Linked DNA regions of Zea mays: all the other regions are linked to region 1. The links are chromatin contacts, called in public Hi-C maps. All regions are on one chromosome and are shown on one strand. Each heading gives the region's core, a stretch centred on a gene start, on an enhancer-like site or on the middle of the called end of the contact. The rest is flanking DNA. Distances are from core to core; before and after follow the strand shown.

Region 1 (3,232 bases), core at 681-3,180:
TTATTTAAACTTATTATAATTTATAAAGACAAAACACTATAGAAAACAGTAAAAATCGGTACAAATTAAAACCAAACGAATATGCTATATAGTTTCACGTCCCCTAATTTACGCAATCTACTGAATACAACCTTAATATTTGTATTCGTTCCCGTAAATAAATGAGTATCTAGATCGCTTCTTTATATTTCTTTCATTCCGATTCTACTACTTGGACACTCAGCTTCTTAATTTTGTCTTAAGCTTTTCTTTGCATTACACCGTCTCGATCTAAAAAAAATATTGCATACCAGATACAAACATATCTCATTGCAGCAGTCCCTCACATTTGTGGCTTGCATGGCCACGAATTAGAGCTGGATATCGAGCCAGCTCGGTTTGACCCGTCCGAATTTAAGTTGACTCGTTAAACTAATGAGCTGGCTCAACTCAACTCGTTAAACTAACGAGTTATAGAGCCAGCTCGAGCTCGGCTCGTCCGCTTGTAGCCAAACTGATCCGTTTAGCTCGTGAGCCACGTTCGAAAAAGCAACATATATATATAATTATTTTCTAGTTAATTTTAAATTAATTTAACAATAGAAAATAGTAATTATACACATAGTTTCGTAGACTACATCAATGCAACACCAAATTAAACTCATCAATTCATCATCAATTTACAACTCACACACATGTTCATCAATTTAACCCACATTCATATTCACATAGACTAATTTACCACATAGACACAGTTCATCAATCATCAGTTTAACTCATAGGTCGTAGACACCAAATATATATATAACATGTTCATCAATTGAAACGTAAATGATATGTATATATTTTTATTTTGCTGAAATGTGATAACTCATTTAGCTCACGAGCTTGCTTGTTCATGAACCGAGCTAGGATGTCAACTTATTTCGTGAAAAAAATTCAAACGATCCGATGCAAGCTGACCACAAATCGAGCTAGCCGACAAGCTACCAGTGTTTCATCTAGCTCTACCACACACAGAAGTCACAACTCACAAGTCCCAAACAGTCGACCTCAATTTTCTATCCGTGTGGGTCTGAAGATAGGGGTGGTAATGGGTCATTTAGTTTAGCCTAGCAAATTTAAGGATTGAATCAAGTTAGGGTCGGATCATAAAACAATACAATTTTGAACTAACAAAATTAAAGATCTTGTTGGTTTGTGAACCAAGTATTAGGGCCATGATCCATTACCACCCCTATCTGAAGATTACGAATGTGAGAGCTGCAATGAGATGTGTTTGCATATTTCAATTAGTATACGTAGTCCATTGTTGCATTGTTAAAATATATTAAATCGTATAAATCATTTTTAAGAATAAATCTATTGCATTGTGAAGATGAGGTCAAATTTGCAATAACGAGTGCAATATAAGGCAATTGTCATCTTTTTATATATTTAATCTAACACTGTTAGTGGTTGTTAACGAAATAGACGAAAGCTTCAATTTCAAAAAAAAAGATACAATTTTACAGAAACGAAGTTCATTTCCAAAATTTCTATCTCTACTATATATAAATCACCAATTTCTACGGCGTCACCTTCCATTTTCCACGTAATACAAAAAAATAAATTAAAATTATATACAAATAAGAGTTTATACTTTTATTGTTGTTTTCACGCTTTTACCCACATAATTAATGGAATATATATTTTTGTATCTTATTTAAATAAAATATACTAATATGATATATAAAATCCGTGGTAATGCATGAGCAAGTCACTAGTTGGGGCACTTTTGCAGTTGGCCTGAATACCCTTTGCAGTCTCGGTGGTTTCACGCGTGCGTCCCTGCCATTTCTCGAGTCGACGCCCCCACTTGCAGAGTTGGATGAGCTGCTACGAGGATCGACCGAGCCACCCAAAAGCAAAAAGCTACACCAGGTCTACAGCGCCGGGAGTCCGGGATCCAGCCACGGCCACGGGGGGCGCTCTCGAGAGAAAGATCCAGCCCCAAAGGCCCAAACCCGAAACCCCTCTCTTCTTCCTCCTTCCATTGGGGTCGCGTCCAACAAGAGGTTGGCCAGCCATCCCGCGCGAGCCACTTCCTCTCTCCTCCCCATCGGATCCAGCGCCACGCGGATCCGCAAGGCAATCCATGGCCTCTACCCAGGCGGAAGCGGAGGCGGGGGCACCGGCCCCGCCCGAGGCGGCGGAGGCGAAGGAGAAGGGCAAGCAGGGCGGGGTGCTGGGGAGGGTGTGGCGGGCGCTCTTCGGTGGCCGCGAGGACTTCGAGAAGCGGCTGCAGTACCTGTCCAAGGAGGAGGCAGCCGTGCACGCGCGGATGCGCCGGCGGACGCAGTTCTCGCGCCGCGCCGTGCGGAACCTCATCGTACTCTCCGTCCTCGCCGAGGTCTCCACGTGTTTTCCTTCTTTCGCCCCTCTTGTTTTCTGTTCCCACCCAATGTTTGGAGATGATTTGGTGATGCGGGTAGCGGTTTTGCTCGTCTTTGGATTCGTGGTCATTCGAATTGTTATCGTGGAGGAGAGTTTGCTCACAATATGAGACGGTGTCTGTTACGCGTGTTCCGGTAACCGATCCCTAGGCACTGTTTGCTGCATACGGTGAATTATTACTCTAATGCTTGAGATTAGCTTATAATGGCGCGGGAGACGAACAACAGAAAAGATGACGCCCCAAAGATGACTTCCTTAAAAATGTGGATGCCTCTCTTTTATTTCGACCAAGGGTAAAAGGGCAACCACTTTACTTGCATTAGATGCCTTGTGTTTTTTAGATATCTTACGGACTGTATCCGAGTTATGATACATGTATGGTCTTTCCGTGCTGCAGTACGTTACCAGCGAGTTAAAGAGGGGTTTCTCACATGATACGAAGATTCATGCCTAGCATCACCGGTGAATACGATAATTCTGTCGTTAATCAGTTCTGTAGTAATCATTCCATTGTTCTTTCAGCTTCCAACGTTTAGGGCTAGTTTGGAAACACCGTTTTCCCAAGGGATTCTAATTTTCCCAAGGGAAAATGAACTAATTTCCCTTGGGAAAATTAGAATCCCTTGGGAAAACGGTGTTTCCAAATTAGCCCTTAGAGTGAAATACTCCTGCTGGAAAATAGATACATGGATGTGTACTGTGATTTCTTGTCAGGATTACATGTTTAGATACCTAGTTCTGTTCGTTTTTTTCCTTTGTAATTTCTGGTTGTCAGTAACCATATATTGCCTATGGTAGTGTCCTCAAGGCAATACCT
Region 2 (3,402 bases), core at 250-2,749, 210 kb before region 1:
TACTTCCAGAAGAAGATGTTTTGCCTTATTGATACAGTTTTGCAAGGATCAGGGGAGCACATTTCTAAAGTTAGCCCTTGTAGAAGGTTCGATAGAATCTAGATCCCAGAGGATCAAAATTTGTCCCGATGACAGCTGTTGTACTCTTTTTCCCTTTGTGAGTTTTCTTGAAGTTTCTCACATGAGGTTTTTAACGAGGCAACAAAGTGCAAATGCAATTTGTATCACCATGCACTCTTTCTCCACTTTTTTCCCACTGGGTTTTCGGAGTTTTAACGAGACATGTGTTGGTCGCGGTATTCGCCCAAGGGGGAGTGTTAAGTAACCCTAGTTAGGGTTATGTGGGCAAATACCGGCTTTGCCCCTGAGGGGTCTCACATCTCTATATAAGGAACCTGTACACCTCTTCATATGACAGAGATCAGAAAGAGGCCAGAGGCCCAACCCTATATCCAGTGTCTCGTGTGTTTCCTCTGTCGTGCTTATGGAAAGTGAGACGGGTTAATGGGAAGTGAGACGGGTTATCTACATCTTCTTGCGCCTCTACTGCTGACGGGAGGGAAGGGAACGGATCTGGTGATCCGTGGTAACGTAGTTCTCAACAGTATGTTCTCCAATGGCATTGCTGCGAAGGCTTCCGTATGGATATCCGACCTCGTTACTGGGCCAGCAAATTTTCTGGGTTGGGTCTAAAATACTTCAGAAATAAGTTTTCAATGAAAAAAAAGAAAGATGAACGTACCTTTTCCCATCTATCTATTAAAGTGAGATCACGGACCCGCATGAATAAACTCTTCTTTTCTACCGGTATCCTTGTACGATCCATCCTCCTCAGAGGATGATGATCATGGGAGCCTTTGGCTAGGTTCGAAGCCACACAGAAACCCAGAGGCAATTTGAACAGCGAAGGAATTAATTCGACACGATCAAGCGGTATAAAATTAGTAAATTTTTACCCCAATACCGATACGTTTACATTATTTGCATCAGAGTTCGCAGCTGTATGTATTGAAGTGTCAATCTAACTTCGGTCTCATAAAGACCAATTACGTCAATCTAGCAGCCGGCCAGCTGATGACCGGACGGTTAGGCGGCCCAGCTACAACCCAGCTAAAAATAGTGGGCTAGTTATGTCTCAGGGGCAGATCTAGGGGCAGATCTAGGCATTCGATTTTATCCGACGCTCGGTTTTTTCGGTATTTAGGGCTAGTTTTGGAACTTCGGATTTCTAATTTTCCAAGAAAAAATAAACTAATTTTTCTTAGAAAAATTAAAACCCCGTGAGAAAATGAGGTTCCCAAACTAGCCTTTAGAAAATTCGAAAATTCGAGTTTTAGGTATTGAGAACCGAATGAAAACCGAAAATTCAGTTATCCGATACTCACTGTCAGTTTTCGGTCTTACCCGAAAAATGTAAGCATCACTCATCAGCACTTCAGCAGCAATATAACGATAGGGATCCACCCTCCTCTGGTCCACTGACCACCGTCCTGTCCGTCCAGCAGAGCAACACATCCAAGCATCGAACGGCCCATCGCACATACAGGTCCAGGCGCCCAGCTGAGAGCCAACTCAGTCCAGACTCAAATATATGCAAAATTGCAAGCACAAGTGCACAACTTAATCACTAACCACTTAGGCTCTATTCGGTTTCCACGGATTGGAGCTCTAGACTGGTTCTTAGCCGGATTACTTCTCTAATTTATATAAATTTTGATGAGCTGGAACGAATATCGGTTCAATCATAGAGAAACGAACGGGCCAATCAGTAACCATACTCAAATATATACCAATAGCCCAGGCCCTAGGGCTCGCGCGGCCAGCACAACCTCGACCACCATTTCTATGATTCTGTCCATTCACTGATTCACGTCTCAAACTCAAATATAGCAAAGCCACAAAGGCACTGACAGAGTGACAGAGACAGTAATAGTCCAACACCAAGTTTACATAAAAACAAATATAGCATGAAACATGACTTAACAATTTACCACTGACTTTCTAACCATCTAACTCCATCACTTTGCATAAACAAATATGCATAACTTTCTAAAGATCAAATGGCAGTGGGGTACCTGGCAGTAGTAATAATGTCTATATATGCATATGCATAGATGTAGACATGTTTGGGTTACATAACTAAAATTATCTATGTGACTAACTTTTTTGTTAACATAGCAGAAAATGATGAAATGAGAGTGAATTACCATTATAGAGAAGTTTCTTATCTATAAATACTATTATAGAGAAGTCTAATTAATTAGTACTATTGTGGAGAAGCCTCTTCTAACGAGTACAATAATAGCAAAAAGGCCTCACACATTACTGTATATGTACATATACATAATTAATCCACAAATCCACGAACGTGTGAGCACTTAACTATCAAGCATTTAAGTATGACAAGATGAAGGATTTCCACATACGATCAGAAGATCAATCGAACGATGGCGATTAGCATAGCTGCTCAGGCGATGGTCAGACAGCGGGGTCACTGACGGTGATGGACATCGAGCAGAGGGACGATCATCAAGCAATGACGATGGGCGGATCTCTAGGGTTTCTTACTTTTGATAGATGGTGCCTCACGGCACGAAGGCGTCATCGACGTCCTTGTAGCTCCACCGAACACTCTTCGCCGCTGCAGTCGCTTGGCCCCATATGAGCCGCATGATGGATGGCTGCTCGAGACTAGGTGTTGGGGACTTGTTCTCAAATGCTATGAGTCAAGAACAAGGCAACATAGAAAATGTTAGTCGGTAAAGTCCTTCGTCCTTCGAAGCATTATTCCCCTTAGGATATAATGGTTTTCGGACGAAGGTTATGAAGGGCGTACCTTCATAAATATATTATACAATGACGAAGGATGAATTGTAAGGAATATAATGAACAACATAAACAATTATATATTATTATTATGTATAAACAGAAATAACGTTGGATTACAAATGTACCTTCAACTTGAAGGAGATGAAAGTACAAGCGTGACGCAAAAGTGAATGCCAAATCAGCATGAACAGTACAGGGGAACTGTTCACCTATTTATAGGCACAGGACACAGCCTATGCAAAATTACATTCATGCTCTTTACATTTGATAATAATACTATTGTAATCTATCGAGGTCTGAATAGCCTTTTCATCTTTAAGTCGGTTTCATTTTGTTGCTATCATGCCGAAGCTTTCCTGCTCACACCTTCGGCGCTGTATCAACCTTCGTATTATTCTGGTCTGCTGTGATACCGACTTGAGTCCGAAGATGGCTGTTCACACATTAAACTCCAGAAATACTGTTAAATCCTGTTTTTGAGGACCTTCGTAAGCCGAAGGCCCCCAACAGTAGCCCCTCGCAATATTAATTTGTTTAAAACAATAAATTTAGATTGCGACATGGACGAAGGCT
Region 3 (3,303 bases), core at 403-2,902, 220 kb before region 1:
GATACATACTTCAGGCGGCTTGTAAACCAAATCATCTATGCAAATACACAAAAATCATCTGGAAACAATTGTGACAATTAAGTAGACAAATCCACAAACAGTCGAACTGCTACAACACAAGAGAAAACGTATGACTCAGAGAAATACATGAACTGCTACAACACAAGAGAAATGGTAAACACAATGTAGACTCACCTGGAGGAGTGTGAGCGAAGGATTTCCGTCGTTGTAGGATGGTTGTAGCAGTCTGGCAATTGCGACCTTTTTAATGATGGTGGGTGCACGATTTGGGGGATTTGTGTTGGAATCATTTGGCAAGGCACTTTCCAAATCAGCGTCGTAGATCGTGCGCTTTCCAAATCGGCGACGGAGATAATGCACGCAATTGCCAGATCGAGCGCGCTTGTTGGGGGGAATGGTGCATTGCCAAATTTGGGGGCCCTGGCTGCGTGGAAGGGGAAACGATGGGGCCCATGGCTGGTTGGGCTAGGGGACACGAGGGCTCCTCCACGGTCGGTCACACCACGATTGTGCGGCTGCGCGGAGGGGACGACGAGGCGGGGGCATGGCGTTCGGGCAGTTGGGGCATACGAGGCGGGTGCATGGGCTAGGGGACGCGAGGGCTCCGAGACAGCCGACCACACCGCGGAGTGGACGACGCAGAGGGGACGGCGTGGCGCCTGGAATGGTTGGTCGGGCGGGCTCCGTCCTAGGCAAGTCGGCGGCATGGCTGGTGATGCAGAGGAAACGACGGCGCAGAGGAGAAGTGAAGGCATCGCGAGCACAGATTCGGGCGACGCAGCGGGTGTGGGGCAGGACGAAGGCAGCCTCAGCGAGAGGACGAAGGGGGAGTCGCCGAGCACGGGGGGCGTCGGACTGGGGCGGGCGTGTAGCGAAGTGCCGAGGACGGGGAGAATGGGGCGGCGCGACGATGGCTGGGGTAGGGGCGAGCAATGTGAGGGGAGCGTAGGACGGGTCCACTATGGCAGTGACATGTTGGAGGGGAGTGGGAGGGAGAGGCGAGGCGGGGGCATGACCGCGCCGAGCGTCCACACTGCTTTCTTAATTAGTAGTAGGATTATCGTTCGTACATAATTACTTAATTACTTACAACTAAATTATTGTTTAAAAGTGTATGCTAAATAAAAGAATGTAGGTGGCTCGAAACTTGACGGGCTCGGGTACGAGTTTGGAATGACACTGGTAGGTGTGATCATAGTTAGATTTAGATAGATTTCACAGGTACGATCGCGAATATGATTTTGATTCACCCGACTCGAGCTCAATTTATTATGAAGGGTTTTTGCTCTACTCGACTCAAGTAGACTTATTGTCCTCTGTAGTCGACTCAGGTGGTCTTTGCTAGGGTGTAAATGGCACCGTGTGGATGGCTTAGCTCGCATGTTCAAGCCCTAGGTCATGCAAAACCCTTCAGTTTTTTCATCATTTACTATGTTTATTGAGACATCCAACATTTTTTTCATATGGAGATTGAGTGTCCAACATTTTTTTCTCTCTTTTTCAGTGGATATCAACATTTTATTTGAGAATTCGTTTCACATTTGCATAGTTGCACGGACCAGAAACCCCACAGGCCACAACCACAACGGTGTTCCTGGGTTTCGACCACGCTGAGTCGCTGACGCATACCGAAACTCACGGGCCTCAAACTTCCACACAGTGACGCCGCTCCACGCGTACTGGTACTCGTTGCTGTTTCCTACGCGACTGTCCGGCTCCGCACATCAGCCTGGGGGCCTGGCGCCCTGTCGCTCACTCCCACTCACCGAACGGGCACTTATAAGTCGCAACGGGGTTTACTCCTGCTCGTTACCGTGAAAAACAAGCACCACCGTAGCTCAGTTACACACGACACCGGCAGACCCGCTCGCCTTCGTCTCCTCCTCCTCCACCTCCCGCTCTCACTCTACTGGCCGGCCCTCGCCTCGGTGCGTTCCCGATGATCACGTTCGCGGACCTGACGGAGCCGGCAGCGGCCGGCGCCGAACGGTGCGTGGACCGGCAGCTGTGGCTGGCGTGCGCGGGCGGCATGTGCACCGTGCCGCCCGTGGGCGCCAGCGTCTACTACTTCCCGCAGGGGCACGCGGAGCACGCGCTCGGCCTCGCCGGTGCGGCCGACCTCTCCGCGGCGCGCGTCCCGGCGCTGGTCCCCTGCCGCGTCACGGCAGTGCGCTACATGGCTGACCCAGACACCGATGAGGTCTTCGCCAGGATCCGCCTCGTCCCGCTGCGCGGCGGGGACGCGGACGCGGACGCGGGTGGCGTCGAGGACGACGCGGCCGCGGCGGACGAGCAGGAGAAGCCGGCCTCGTTCGCCAAGACGCTGACACAGTCCGACGCCAACAACGGCGGCGGGTTCTCCGTGCCGAGGTACTGCGCGGAGACGATCTTCCCGCGGCTGGACTACGCCGCCGACCCGCCCGTGCAGACCGTCGTCGCCAAGGACGTGCACGGGGCCGCCTGGAAGTTCCGCCACATCTACCGGGGCACGCCGCGCCGGCACCTGCTCACCACGGGGTGGAGCACGTTCGTCAACCAGAAGAAGCTCGTCGCAGGGGACTCCATCGTGTTCCTCCGCGGCGACAGCGGGGACCTGCACGTCGGCATCCGGCGTGCCAAGCGCGGGTTCTGCGGCGCCGGTGGAGGCGGAGGCGACGACTCCCCTGCGGCCGGGTGGGACCATTACGCGGGCCTCATGCGAGGGAATGTGAGCCCGTGCGCGGCCGCCAAGGCACGGGGCAAGGTGCGACCAGAGGACGTGGCCGAGGCGGCGAGGCTGGCGGCCGCCGGGCAGTCGTTTGAGGTGGTGTACTACCCTCGCGCCAGCACGCCCGAGTTCTGCGTTCGCGCCGCCGCGGTCCGCGTGGCGATGAGGGTGCAGTGGTCCCCAGGGATGCGGTTCAAGATGGCGTTCGAGACCGAGGACTCCTCCAGGATTAGCTGGTTCATGGGCACCGTCGCCGGCGTCCAGGTCACCGATCCCATCCGCTGGCCGCAGTCGCCTTGGCGCCTTCTTCAGGTATGCAGCAGCAGCTGCTACTTCTCGGCTACCAACAAGGGGAAAGCTCTGCGCTTGGTGCTCACTTGTCGAATTGGCGATTGCGCTGCAGGTGACCTGGGACGAGCCGGACCTCCTGCAGAACGTGAAGCGGGTGAGCCCATGGCTGGTCGAGCTGGTGTCCAGCATGCCGGCCATCCACCTCGCGTCCTTCTCGCCTCCGCGCAAGAAGCCCCGGATCCCGGCGTACCCGGAGTTCCCCTTCGAAGGGCAGCTCCTGAACC
Region 4 (3,174 bases), core at 666-3,165, 160 kb before region 1:
TGGTGGTTGGGGCTATAAATACCCCCAACCACCCACCATTCATTGCATCCAAGTTTTCAGCCTTCACACCACATACAAGAGTTATAGCATTCAATACAAGACACAACCAAAGAGATCAAATCCTCTTCCAAGTCCAAAGACAATTCCAATCAAATAGTGACTAGTGAGAGAGAGATACTTGTGTTCATTTGAGCTCTTGCGCTTGGATTGCTTTTCTTCCTCATTCTTTCTTGATTCCAACTCAATTGTAACCAAGGCAAGAGACACCAATTGTGTGGTGGTCCTTGTGGGGACTTAGTGTCCCGTTTGATTGAGAAGAGAAGCTCACTCGGTCTAAGTGACCGTTTGAGAGAGGGAAAGGGTTGAAAGAGACCTGGTCTTTGTGACCACCTCAACGGGAAGTAGGTTTGCAAGAACCGAACCTCGGTAAAACAAATCACTGTGTCATCTTCTCTTATTCGCTTGTGATTTGTTTTCTCCCTCCATTTCGGACTCGTTTATAATTCTAACGCTAACCCCGGCTTGTAGTTGTGCTTAAAGTTTATAAATTTCAGATTCGCCCTATTCACCCTCCCTCTAGGCGACTTTCACTTGCCAACTACAAAATTCTATAACTAACTTCTCAAGATCTACAAAGTTTATTTGGTTGTTTGGTCATTTGTTCATCTCACATGATGGTTCTAACAATATGCACAAATCTTATACATCTCTCTCGTAGTTTCATAAACTACGAGAGAGATATATGTTTTATGAACAAATTTATTTTTATTTTATCATATGAAGAAATGTTCAAAATATAAATTATATATCATGATGAGTTATACAAATTTGTAGTTGAAAACTTTTTCATTTGAATTAATTTACTGCTTTAAAATGTGATTTTTAAATTGTCTTTGCCTAGTGTTGAAAAATGCACTCGGTAAAGAAGCTCTTTGCCGAGTCTTTTATTTTTGACACTCGGCTTCTACGAGTGTTTTCTTTTACCGAGGTTTTTTTGCGTGGCATTCGGCAAAGAACCTCTTTGCCGAGTGCCGAAAAAAAAACACTCGGCAAAATATTTGGCGCTCGGCAAAGAGCCAAATTCCGGTAGTGAATATATGGAAATACATGTTTTCATCTTGTTTAGGAAGCAGTATATTTGAGATGATCCTAGGTTCCTAGCATATTGTTGAGAATAACCATTCTATTAAGTAGATTTTCAATGAGCATGCCCTCCAATTTCATTTGTTGACAAGAACTAACAATTTTGAACCGGATTAATGGGTGGCTGCACCGCATCTATATACAACATTTTGTATAAGATGAATATATAGTACCTTTTATTCATCTTTCTAGCTTAAAATTCAAATAAATAATCATACAAATAATTATACTGAATATATAATAATAACTCATATGTAGTCCGTAGTCGAATAACTGTGGTTTTACACGCGCGTGTGGCGCGTGCATTTTAACTAGTTCACCTTATTCTTCTGACAAGTTCCTCCTTCCTAGTAGCCACAGTTTACGGCCATGCATGTATCGCCACACGCAACTGAGAAGCTGGACCAGTAATTGAAATCACCAGCGGTTTTTGTGTTTTCAATTCGCTTTTTTTTTTTTTTTTTCAAAACGTCAGCACACAAACCATATAGAATTATGTGAATAGCCCTTCGGTTGATCACTGGCCACCAGTTCGACTCTGGCGTGACATAATGATGAGGGTTTAGTCGGTTGTGGGCGGCAAATTATTGTATACAAAAAAAACTCTAACTAACCAGAAACCAAACCTTATCCCTGACTAAATTATACTACGTATTTTGTAATCAATTAAGCGAGGCGATGAGCTCGTCCTCTCTCTTGCACGAGCCGTCCTCCCACGCCCCACGCATATATACCTCGGCCTCTCGAGTCTCCGGCCTCACAACACACAACAAGCAAAGCGAAGCGCGCGCACAGAGATCTAGCTGAGCTACTAGCTATAGCAGCAGCTGCTGCAGGTCTCCTGACATGGCGAAGCAGGACATCGAAGCATCGGGGCCCGAGGCCGGCGAGTTCTCGGCCAAGGACTACACGGACCCTCCGCCGGCGCCGCTCATCGACGCGGATGAGCTCACCAAGTGGTCCCTCTACCGCGCGGTCATCGCCGAGTTCATCGCCACGCTGCTCTTCCTCTACATCACCGTGGCCACCGTCATCGGGTACAAGCACCAGACGGACGCGGCGGCGTCGGGCCCCGACGCGGCGTGCGGCGGCGTGGGCATCCTCGGCATCGCGTGGGCCTTCGGCGGCATGATCTTCATCCTCGTCTACTGCACCGCCGGCATCTCAGGTCCCGCGGCCGGCCTTGCACGCACGCAGCATGCATATGCCGCCTTCGTCCACTCCAACCGTGTGATGTGTGTGTGTGACACGTAGATGTATGTATGTATGCATGCATGCAGGTGGGCACATCAACCCGGCCGTGACCTTCGGCCTGTTCCTGGCGAGGAAGGTGTCCCTCGTCCGCGCCCTGCTCTACATCATCGCGCAGTGCCTGGGCGCCATCTGCGGCGTCGGCCTCGTCAAGGGCTTCCAGAGCGCCTACTACGTGCGCTACGGCGGCGGCGCCAACGAGCTCAGCGACGGCTACTCCAAGGGCACCGGCCTCGCCGCCGAGATCATCGGCACCTTCGTGCTCGTCTACACCGTCTTCTCCGCCACCGACCCCAAGCGCAGTGCCCGTGACTCCCACGTCCCGGTGAGCACACACATAGATTACATATATGAATGAATATATACCACAGTTAATTGATTCAGTACTGGTGCACTGCTCATATACATATGAAGTTATGAACCCATGTATACAGCAGTAGAGCACTAATGAACTGTGTGTGGAGTTTATGCATGGTAGCTTTGGTGCAAGCTAGCTCGCTAGAGTGCAGACTGAAGACTTTAACAGTAATTAAAAATTAGAGCGCAATGCAAAGTGTTTACATCAACACAAAAACCTTCACGTCGCAAGTCGTCCCACTTTCTGAATACCTCTAGGTAGTAGTGTCGTCTGAATTAATTTCTACTGCTGCGGTATATATATATAGGAATTAAGGCTGAGTAGCTCATGAACCCGGCGAATCGAGTGTTTTCCTGCCACAATTAGACGTTCCATGTAGGGCACTGGGCACGCACTGGGAGCAACGGTCCCAAATCGAGCTC

Evidence for each region. A called contact is a pair of places that touch in the nucleus more often than the background predicts.
Region 2: a contact with region 1 is called in a Hi-C map of tassel, with 2.5 times the contacts expected there. The contact joins the enhancer-like site here to the promoter of LOC100276301 in region 1. A contact is called at or near these places in 4 of 25 Hi-C or Micro-C datasets (ear, leaf and tassel).
Region 3: a Hi-C map of endosperm shows a contact between it and region 1, with 2.4 times the contacts expected there. The contact joins the promoter of LOC103653810 here to the promoter of LOC100276301 in region 1. A contact is called at or near these places in 4 of 25 Hi-C or Micro-C datasets (bundle sheath, ear, endosperm and 1 more).
Region 4: a Hi-C map of endosperm shows a contact between it and region 1, with 4 times the contacts expected there. The contact joins the promoter of LOC541889 here to the promoter of LOC100276301 in region 1. A contact is called at or near these places in 3 of 25 Hi-C or Micro-C datasets (ear, endosperm and tassel).

The regions. Positions count from the first base shown.
Region 1 is chr4:149,173,964-149,177,195 of Zm-B73-REFERENCE-NAM-5.0, forward strand. It overlaps LOC100276301, which reads left to right and starts at 1,931. Exons shown (of 5, transcript NM_001374050.1): 1 at 1,931-2,371. The coding sequence starts at 2,117.
Region 2 is chr4:148,969,297-148,972,698 of Zm-B73-REFERENCE-NAM-5.0, forward strand. No RefSeq gene overlaps it. Among protein-coding and RNA genes, the nearest start is that of LOC103653810, 19 kb to the left of the region's middle. Within about 2 kb of position 1,500, at least 14 of the 20 cell types and tissues checked have an H3K27ac peak or open chromatin away from gene starts, as enhancers often do. A contact at or near this core is called in ear, leaf and tassel, where this site is marked.
Region 3 is chr4:148,950,588-148,953,890 of Zm-B73-REFERENCE-NAM-5.0, forward strand. It overlaps LOC103653810 (auxin response factor 8), which reads left to right and starts at 1,653. Exons shown (of 3, transcript XM_008680610.3): 1 at 1,653-3,040; 2 at 3,132-3,303. The coding sequence starts at 1,961. LOC103653809 reads right to left here and starts at 954. Exons shown (of 2, transcript XM_020552639.1): 1 at 196-954. The coding sequence starts at 776.
Region 4 is chr4:149,012,041-149,015,214 of Zm-B73-REFERENCE-NAM-5.0, forward strand. It overlaps LOC541889 (plasma membrane intrinsic protein 2), which reads left to right and starts at 1,916. Exons shown (of 4, transcript NM_001111555.1): 1 at 1,916-2,311; 2 at 2,424-2,719. The coding sequence starts at 1,990.